3 separate regions of the Mus musculus genome follow, and all the other regions are linked to region 2. A link is a contact called in public Hi-C and promoter capture Hi-C data. All regions are on one chromosome and are shown on one strand. The core of a region is the stretch at or near the end of the contact, and the rest is flanking DNA. Distances in the headings are between cores, read along the strand shown. Region 1 holds the start of Sfpq (splicing factor proline/glutamine rich (polypyrimidine tract binding protein associated)). Region 2 holds the start of Rragc (Ras-related GTP binding C). Region 3 holds the start of Ybx1 (Y box protein 1).

Region 1 (3,122 bases), core at 52-2,551, 3.1 Mb before region 2:
ACGCCAATCAATACACCTCTGACGTCAACAAATAGCTCTAAATGCAGACTAGGAAGACAGCACCAAGTTGCCCTGTTTTCTCCCAAACAGAGGCCTCCGACGTGCACTAGTTGGGTCCCAAGGGACCGGACCGCTAGCCTCTAGCGGATTACCGCCAAGACGTGAGGATGCCCTCCCGCTGGAAGCCAATCCCTAGCGGCCTCCACAGCCCGCCGCGCGTCCGCCCCGCCTGCGCAAGCATGCGCAGGAGCGCTTCCGGCAGGGGACAAAATGGAGGCCCTCTAGGCTGCGGGCGGGGGGGAAGAGGAAAAAAAAACGCCGAGGGTAGGCAGGCGCCGCCATCTTAGGGAAACGGACGGCTTTGCTCGAGAACCCGCTCACCTCCGAGTCGGAGATCTTCTCCTCCGTGCGCGGTCCCGGTCCGCCGGGAGGGGGCCCCTGGTGGTGCTGCTGGTGGTAGGGCGCATGATGCTGCCGGCCCCCACGGGGCTCGCCGCCACCTCGGTGTGGTGGCTTCGGGTGGCCACCAGGAGCGCCCATGCCCGGGCCACCTCCAGGCTTAGGCCCACCGGGCATCTTGCCGCCTTTTGGACCGCCAGGGCCTGGCCCCGGCTTAGGCCCCGGCCCGGCGCCCCCGGCGGGCGGTGGCGGAGGGCCGCCGGTCTGTGGAGGGGTGGTCGAGACTCCGCTGCTCGGCGTCGATGGGGGAGGCGGTCCGGGGGCGGTGGAGGGGACGGCGGGCGGCGGAGTCGGGGTTGGACCAGGGCCCGGAGGGGCGCCGGTGGTCGGGGGGTTGGCGGGCGGAGCCGAGACCGCCGGCGGAGGCGCACTGCTCACCCCCGGCGCCGAGCCGGGGCCTTGGGGGACGACGGGCTTGGATTCCTGCGGCGGAGGCGGGGGCTGTTGATGGGGCGGCTGGTGCGGCGGCGGCTGCTGGTGCGGCGGCGGCTGCTGCGGCGGAGGCTGCTGCGGCGGCGGCTGCTGCTGCTGCTGGTGAGGAGGTGGAGGCGGGAGCGGCGGCTTCGGGCCGCCAGGGCCCGGGCCCATGGGGCCGCGGTTCTGGTTGAGGCCCATGCCCGGCGGCGGAGAGCGGAAGTCGTGAAGGCCGCCGCGGCCGCCACCTCCTCCACGCCGGTGAAAGCCTCCACCGCCGCCACCGCGACTCCGGAACCGATCCCGAGACATAGCTGTAGTCAAGGGGCGGTCGAGGCAGAAGCGGAGAAGTCGCTCAGGGAACGTGGTTGCCACCTTGCTGAGCACAAAATGGCGGACGACACAAGCTGCGCGCCGCCTTTGTCCTCTTCTTAAATAGGACAGTTCGGCCTGGCCCGCCTTCCCTAGATTGACAGCTCGGACAGCCAATAGCAAGTACAGTACTTGATGATGAAACCTAAGTTTTTCCAATTGGCTCCCTAGTGAGAGGCGGGAGGTAGGGAGGGCTGGGATTTCCATTTGACCAATAAACGGATAAGAAAGTGTCTATACGCCTTTGTGATTTGTTGGAAGAAATTTGAATGGGCATGCCCTGCAACTTTCGCGTGAAATTAAATATCCAGGGCCCTATCAGCTCCTGATAGCGCTGAAAGGCTATTTTCTTTCCTCTTATGAGTAGTCCGCTATTCTTGGCTAACATCTTCGCTGGGTTCAAGGTTATAAATTGAACTTGTGCTGTCTCTTATTCCTACGCCAATGAAGTTAGAGTCAATTTCACAGAGTTTAATCTCAACGGTTTTACTTTTATTGAAACCCTATCAAAGGCTAGCAGATTGGCAAACACGTGAGCCCAAAATTTGGGAGGAGGAGGCACTAGTAATCAGGACTGCAAGTTTATCTTTACATTATCAATTACATTGAGTTCAAAACCAGCTTGGGCTACATGAAACGTAATAAAATAAAAATAATAAAATAAAATAGAAGCCCCGGTTGTTTTGGCATATGCCTTTAATCCTAGCACTCTGGAAGCAGAAAGGACTCCAAGTTCAAAGCCAGCCTGGGCTGCATAGTAAATTCCAGGACAGCCAGGACTGCACAAAGAAACCCTGCCTCCAAAAAAATTAATGAATAAATAAAAGTAAAGATTTAAGAAAAAGGAAGCCGGGTGTGAGTTCCAGGACAGCCAGGGCTATACAGAGAAACCCTGTCTTGAAAAACCAAAAAAAAAAAAAAAAAAAAAAAAAAAAGGGAAAAAAAAAAACATTATTTCATAGCAACACGTTTGTTGTAATACTATAAAATTTGCCATTAGGTTTGAGTGAATGCAGTCTTTGTCCAAGAGGGAAAAGTATGGAGAGAGCTGAGGACACAGCCTTTGGGGTTCTGGCTTGTGTGACATGCAGAAGACTCACTTTATTCTCCAGCAGAAGGGTAAATGAGGTAGATGTGACTCCATGTGTGTGTACAGTAACAATTTACAAGCACAAATCATGGGAGAGGAAATTGTTTTTGATTTTGTTCAAGACGGGGTTACTCTGCATAGCCCTGGCTGTCCTAGAACTACTTCTGTAGACCAGACTGGCCTCAAACTCAGCCCTCCACCTGCCTCTGCCTCCCAGGTGCTGGGACTAAAAGCATGCATCCACCAGGTCAGCCGAGATTTCCTTTTTATTCCCTCCCTTTAAAGCTTCATGAACATTGGGTTTTAACCGGGATGGGGCTGGTGCATGCCTTTGATCCCATCAGGCATGTGGTAGAAGCAGTCATATCTCTTGAGTTCTAGGCCAGCCTGGTCTACACAGTGAGTTTCAGGCCAGCAAGAAAGATACATAGTGAAACACTGTTGAAAAAAAAAAATGTTTATGCATGGCTGAGGCCATAACTCAGTCATAAAGGGCTTGAGGCCCTAGATTCAACTCTCAGCCCACAACACTAATGTTTTGTTGTTGTTTTCTTTTGTTTTATGATATTTAGGTATCAATAAGTACTGGTATGAAAACAAGCAGCTGGCAGCATCTCTTTTCCTTCAGATTTCCCAACCCCAATAGTGTTGAGCCAGGAGGATGGTTGGTTCATCACATACAGGTCCGGCTACCAGCTTGACAGTTTGAGTTCAGTCACTCAGACCCACAAGGTGAAAGGAGAGAACCAACTCCTGAAAACTAAGTTGACCTTGGGGTCCACACATG
Region 2 (3,524 bases), core at 442-2,941:
GAGGCAGCTCCATAAGGCAGGAAATGGTAAAAACAATAAGCTGCCAATCATCACAGCAGGGAGCCAAAGGTGTAGCTCAGTGTGGTCCCAGAGCCTGCCTATCATGCATAATACCCTGGCTTCCAGCACCTGCACCAAGCCAAGCCAACCTGATAGCTCGTACCTGAAAGCTCAGGATGAGCTTAAAGTCACCCTTGGCTACATAGTCAGTTCTTGGCCAGCCTGCTATACAGGAAGAAAACAAAAAAACCACAGCAGGGCTGGAGATGTAGCTTTAAGGCTTGCCTGATACAACCCTAACATACAGCAAATTTGTCTCTCAGTGTTAACTTGGAAGAGAGAAAAAGTTCTCATAGGTTTCAAGTGGTAGTTACTTAGCATAAGCACTCCCCCCAAAGGTCTAACTTTGACACAGACGTGAGAAAATAAAACAGTTGTCCAGCAAGTGCAGGGGCGGAAGATGTGGGGGTAGGCAGCGATGTTGCTTTTTAAAAACACCACCCCTACAAAATACCAGAGATTTCTGTTTGGACAGACCTTTGTGTCAGAGTGGAAATGGGGAAAGCATGGTTGTCTGTGACCGTAGTTTTACCAGAAGTTCGCTCTGTTTGTAATGGGAATGGCTGATTGAAAGAAATCAACCCTGCCTCTATTTCCCTAAAAATACAAAGCCTTAGGCATTCATTCTATTCGTTCACGACGGACCCAAGTGAAAACAAATGCACTGATGTCTGTCCGCCTGCAAAACCGTCTCCAAAGATCGCTGTGACCAGCTACTGGGGACTGTCACCTGTAACTGCAACCACAGGGCTACAAGTTCTAAATAAAGTAGGTGTAGCGATAGAGTCCCCCCCCCCGCCCCCCCCCCCAAAAAATGTTTTTACAGAAGTCTCCAACAGACTGACAACAAACACTGAGATGCCCAGTGTCTTCGCCACAACACTTTCAGGCGCCGCTACGGTCCAGAGGCTGGGAGGAGATCCCTGAAAACTCCTGTCACCTAAGTGAGATGCGGCGGGACAGCACGCTCACCAAGTTCTCCGCGTGAGAACCGGGGACGACGGGTCGGTTTCGTCAACGCCACAAGGGCAGCGACCAGAAGGGAGGAGTTCTAGGGCGGTGACCGGCACCTGCCTCCTCCCTCCAGCCAGCGTCGCCTCCTGGCCCCCCTCGACCCTCGGAGGCCCAGGTCGGGGACCCTGGGCGAACCGCGCCCAGGCTCTGCGCTCGCAGGTGTGGACAGTGCCCGGGGACGCAGCGCCAGGCCTCCACCCTCTCAGGCCTCCTGGGCACCCGCCACCTGAGCGCCGTGGGCCGGGCAAAACCAAGGGCAGGCGGCGGCTGCGGGGCGCTCACCTTCTGGATGGAGGATTTGCCGCTGCGCCGGAGCCCCATAAGCAGGATCCTCGGCTTGGAGCTGTCAGCGCCGCCCGGGCCGCAGCCGCCGCCGGCCCCCGCGCCTCCGCCGCCACCCGCCGCTGCCTCCTCTTCCTCCTCCTCCACGCCGTAGCCGAAGTCCTTGGGGAACGAGTCGGCTGCGCCGTAACTGCCGGCCAGGGGCGTCTCCTCCGCCCCGTACTGCAGGGACATGGTGCTGGACCACCACCGCCCGCGCCCTGACAGGCCAGGCCAGGTTAGGCCGCCGCCTCCCCAGGCCGCCGCTGTTGCCGCCGCCCCCGGCAGTAGCCGCCGCAGGGCCCGCCCATAAGCCCAGCTCCGATTGGGCCGCCGCCAAGCTTCGGTTTATTATTGGCTGGGCGGGCTGCCACTCTGGGACAACAGGGTAAGTGGTACTATCACGTGCCCGGAATCACCTGACTAGCAGCGGCAGAAGGGGGGGAGGCGTCACGAGGAGTTCGGCCTGGCCGCGCCTCTCGTCGGCCTCCGGGCCTTCGCCCTGGGGGCACAGCCCGCAACGCACCTCGGCCTTCCATGCGCGCGCTGGGCTGCTCCCCGCTCCCCGCCTTCTTCCGGGCTCCGAGAGCAACGCAGGGAAGCTTCTAGGCGTCTGGGTAAGAATTCTTTGTGCCCCCCTCCCTTGTTGCAGCTGCCCTGCCAGTATTTAGTGATGCTTGTCAGGTCCTGGGTACCAGGAAGGCACTGGAAACTGAATTGCCCCTCCATGCCCTCAAGTTGCTTGAAGCTGAACAGAGATTGGACTTCTGTGTAAGTTGACTCAGTACAGATTTTATGGGAAAAGGCCATGAGGATAGATGAATTGCTCTGGAATTGGGTGAGTCCACCGGAGGTCGTGTGTGAGCCAGTCCAGACCTATAGATTCGGCACGTGCGAAAGGCAATTAGGAATCTCAGTGATAACTTGCCTATGCTGGTACCTGGAACCCGATAAGGAAAACAGATACGAGCATGCTAAAACATCTTCTAATTCCGTAAGCAGATCGCTGATAGGATACTGCTGCCCTTATATTCTACCGACTCCATCTTCACGCCCACCTAGTGCCCCTCCAGTAACCCATCCAGCAACTGAGTACTTGACTTCTTTGTGATTAGAGACTAGAGGAATTAGGGCTAATGAAGGCAAATGATTACTGCCAAAGTATGTTTCAGAAAGTTGTAAATGTCTCGGACTCCCAGAAGTGGAAATTTGACAACCCTTAAAATACAGCCGTGTACACTCAAAAGGAGTTGGGGTAGGGATAGGGCTTCTGGTTTTACAAAGTGACTGTTGTTTGCAGGGCTAAGGATGAAATTCGGGGTCTTTTGCGCATGCTAGGGAAAATTCTACCACATAGTCTCATCTCCTACTCAGACAGACTGATCTGACTGTAGAGAGAAAAGTAAGCTCTAGTAGGCCGTCACAACCTCACCTAAAAAATATCAACTCCACAGTACCTAATAGACAGGCAGAATGCACTTAAATATGCGTGTGTCTCTCAGTATCAATGGGAGAATGCTTTCAGGACACCCTTAATCCGATTAACCGACTGGAAGACGGTCAGATTCCTAGTATAGGCTATTTACATGTGAACCTATGCACACTCCATGTACTTTATATTATCTCTGCATTAATTATAATAACCAGTACAATGAAAAATGAAATTGTGTCTTTGCCAGGCATGATATGATGGCCCACATCCGTAAATCTCAGTACATCTGAGGCAGGTGTAGAATTCCCCCCAAAAAGTTCTAAGTCAGCCCACTCTACACATCCTTGACAGCCTTAGCTAGAAACCCCTTTTTTAAAGAATGGGATGTGTGTATAAATAGTTGTTGCACTATATTGCATAAGTGTAAAAATAAAGTCTACATATGTTCAGTACAATTCCCCCAAAATATTTCCAATCCAGTTGGCCTAATCTATGGATTCAGAGAACCAACTGCTGTGCCAGGGGAAATCAAATTTAACGGTAGCTTTGATAAAAGGTTTAACAGTTTTTGGGTGGAATATATGAGTAGAGATCATAGGACAACCACAGATATCTAAAAACTTTCACCCTGATTTTTTGGGAACAGTTTCTTCTTTATCTATCTCACAATGGGAGCACTGAGATTACTGACATAAAT
Region 3 (3,295 bases), core at 160-2,659, 4.6 Mb after region 2:
GGTGGTGGTGGTGGGGGGGGGAATGAGACAGGGTTTCTCCTGGCTGTCCCTGAACTCACTTTGCAGACTAGCCTGGCCTCGAACTCAGAAATCCGCCTGCCTCTGCCTGCCAAGTGCTGGAATTAAAGGCGAGCGCCACCACAGCCCGTCGGATTTAGCGTTCTTTTTGTATTTCTAGTTCATGCTTTTATTTACTGGGAGCTAGGAGTATGCCACAGTGCTCGTGGGGAGGTCAAGCTACAGCTTACAGGAAGAGGCTATCTTTCTCTTTCCATTATGTGGAGCTGAAGGCAAGAACTCAGGTTTGGCCAAGTGCCTTTACACACAGAGCCATCTCAGGTCCTCTTGTTTCCCCCACTCCCATCCCTTCTCTCTCTGCAGCCCCTTCTCCAAGCAGCAGCCTTTTCTTTCTTTAACGATGCTACTCCTTACTTACACCGCGAAAGCTACACTGCTCACCGGTGATCAGGGGAAGAATCTCAGGTTAAAAACACCTCTGCCCACCTCTGATTCCTACTTCGATTGGTTTCCTTTATTTGCAGTCTCCGTGAGACCCTATCTTTTCTAGGCCTTTGCACAAACCTACCTTTGCCTGAAATGTCACCACCCAACTCTTCCTGCTCCCACTCCCCAAACGCTGTGCTCACCCAACCAAGAAGTGGTGGGCGTTTAAAATTCCACCATCAGAAAGCAGAAACTAACTGGCAAACTACTTCAATCCCCAGTCAATAGTAGATGCGTAATAAAGAATGAATGAAGGTAGGCGGAGGGCTTCAGAAAGAAGGCAGCGTGTGTTTTACAGTGTATAAAAACAAGGATAGCAATCCTTGTCTACAGTGCTTAGTTTATAAAGTCAAAAACCCTAACATCCAATAAATGTGAGGCGAAATTAAATCTGATTTGTGGCCAGTATGAAATACATTTCCTCGGACGCCGGGGGAAACGATCACCCCCGCCCTGAACACGCTGAGTCGTGGCAGCTCCAGCGCCTGCGTGGTCCCTCCAAGGTGACTGGATCACCAAAAGCCTGACCCATTAAGGAGGCCCCGGCGTTCACCCAGCCGTGGGAAGGAGCCCCTTCTAGGAGGCCGGAGTAGGCCCGGCGATCGCGGCCCACGTGCGCGACGAGCGCAGCCCCATCTGGGAACGTTCCCTCTGCGCGTCCTCCCGGTACTCTATGGTGCTCACGGCCGAGGCTCTCATTCTAGTTCCGGTCTCTATGGCGGCGGAGGCCTGAGAAGCTGTGGGTCGGGCGAATTAGTCGCTAAAGATACCAATGAGAGCGCAGGAGCCGCGGAGCGTGAGCCAATAGGCGCTAGAGACCCGGTCAGGTGGTGAGATGGACAACGATGCGGACCAATGGGGGAGGACGAGGGCGGGTCTATCGCGGGGCTTATCCCGCCCGTCCCGCCATTCTCGCTAGTTCGATCGGTAGCGGGAGCGGAGAGCGGACCCCAGAGAGCCCTGAGAGCCCCACCGCCGCCGCCGGCCTAGTCACCATCACACCCGGGAGGAGCCGCAGCCGTCGCCGCCGGCCCCAGTCACCATCACCGCAACCATGAGCAGCGAGGCCGAGACCCAGCAGCCGCCCGCCGCCCCCGCCGCCGCCCTCAGCGCCGCCGACACCAAGCCCGGCTCCACGGGCAGCGGCGCGGGTAGTGGCGGCCCGGGTGGCCTCACATCGGCGGCGCCCGCCGGCGGGGACAAGAAGGTCATCGGTGAGCGCCAGAAGGGACCGGGGATGGGGCCGCGGGCCGGACCGTTAGGCGACGCGGCCCGAGCCACGGACTACGCGGCCGCCCCTCCCCCCCGAGGCCCGCGGCGCGCGCACACCGGGATCCCGCCGCTGCTCCGGCCGCCGCCGCCCCTCCCCCGCGCCCACCCGCCCCGGGGCCTCGTGCTGGGGTCCCCGCCCCGCCGCCTACGCAGCCGGAGGAGCGCGGGCTGCTTCCCCGGCCCTCACGTGCTCGCCTCCCGGGCGCACACCCACCTCGGACCCGCGCTACCCGGCGCACCCACGTGTGCGGCGAGGGCGGCGGCCCGGGCCTGCGGCTAGATCCTGGACCGACTTCCAGGGCCAGCCGGTGATTGGACGTTGTTGTGCTTTGTTTTCCAGCAACGAAGGTTTTGGGAACAGTCAAATGGTTCAATGTAAGGAACGGATACGGTTTCATCAACAGGTGAGATGCCGGGGTGGAAAGCTCGCGTCCGCCTCCTGCATGGGCCAGAGCCACCGCGGGCATGACAGGGTGGGGGATTGGGACCCTGTGTTTCTTCCTTGGGTGACGGGATTAGCGGGTCTGTAGACTCGCTTTGTGTTGCTGTTAAGTACCGATCTTGAGCTAGCCTCAAAAAGCTTTGGCACAAAGCAGGTCAAGGCAGGCGCGTCGCATGAGCCATGCCTTAACAGTTACCTTGCATCAAACTGAGGCAACTCCAGGCTAAGCACGCTTTTAACCTTGACATCCCTTTCTGCTTTGAAATTGCTATGTAAGAATGTGACCCGCTAATTAACATACAGGTGATCTTTCACCTTGTTAACCTCTCGGGGAACGGGATTTGACATGTCAGTTGCCTGAGATGTTATCTGTACTGTAAGGTTATGTTGCCTTTGTTTAGACTACTCGAATATTCAGTCCATTTAGTACCTCGAGCACATTTTTCCTATAGACCTTCTGTAGCCAAAGAGGGCTCTTCTTATTTGTCCAAACGACGAGTAACGTATCTGAAAGGAAATGGTTCTTCCTCATTTTTTATTTCTCTTACTTCCTTGTCAGGGAATCATGCTGATCAAATCAATTTTTGTTATAGCTTGCTGGAGTGGCCATAAGTCCTTGGGAACTTAGCCTTCGTTGTATTTGGCTTAGAGTTGTAAACTATACCTTCATAGATCCAGAGAAGGGTTTGTAGACGGCGGTGGTAAGTGCAGGCGCTGCCTGCACTCTGGGCTCCCTTGTGAGCCCGGCATCTTTTTCAAGATGGCTGCCAAGGCTAGTGCAGTTGCATGGGTGTAGAGCCCCGCGAGTGCCAGCAGCAATCCTGGCCGTACAGCTGTGATACTTGGCGCCATTTCAGCATTTTCTCTTACATGCTCGCTTAGAAGGCGTTAAATAAGTAGATGGTGAAGAGAGCGCTACAGAGTGGCACAGTGCTCGTGAATGGGCAGCTATAGGCTTTTAAAATAACGGAGTGATGAAAAACATTCACTGATGAACCCCACACAGTCGTGGAAACACTCAAGCAAAAGCGATTACAATCACTTAATGGACTGTTCTCTACAGTTGCAATTAGAGGG

What was found. Promoter capture Hi-C pulls out the DNA fragments that hold promoters and counts their contacts. Hi-C and Micro-C count contacts between places; a contact is called where the count stands out from the background.
Region 1: a promoter capture Hi-C map of pre-B cells shows a contact between it and region 2, with 3 times the contacts expected there. The contact joins the promoter of Sfpq here to the promoter of Rragc in region 2.
Region 3: a Hi-C map of muscle stem cells shows a contact between it and region 2, with 6 times the contacts expected there. The contact joins the promoter of Ybx1 here to the promoter of Rragc in region 2. A contact is called at or near these places in 2 of 39 promoter capture datasets (cranial neural crest and pre-B cells) and 2 of 484 Hi-C or Micro-C datasets (CD4 T cells and muscle stem cells).

Annotation. Positions count from the first base shown.
Region 1 is chr4:127,019,480-127,022,601 of GRCm38.p6, reverse strand. Sfpq (splicing factor proline/glutamine rich (polypyrimidine tract binding protein associated)) reads right to left here and starts at 1,301. Exons shown (of 10, transcript NM_023603.3): 1 at 382-1,301. The coding sequence starts at 1,185.
Region 2 is chr4:123,915,600-123,919,123 of GRCm38.p6, reverse strand. It overlaps Rragc (Ras-related GTP binding C), which reads right to left and starts at 1,691. Exons shown (of 7, transcript NM_017475.2): 1 at 1,357-1,691. The coding sequence starts at 1,590. It also overlaps D130007C19Rik.
Region 3 is chr4:119,292,627-119,295,921 of GRCm38.p6, reverse strand. It overlaps Ybx1 (Y box protein 1), which reads left to right and starts at 1,409. Exons shown (of 8, transcript NM_011732.2): 1 at 1,409-1,718; 2 at 2,117-2,180. The coding sequence starts at 1,559.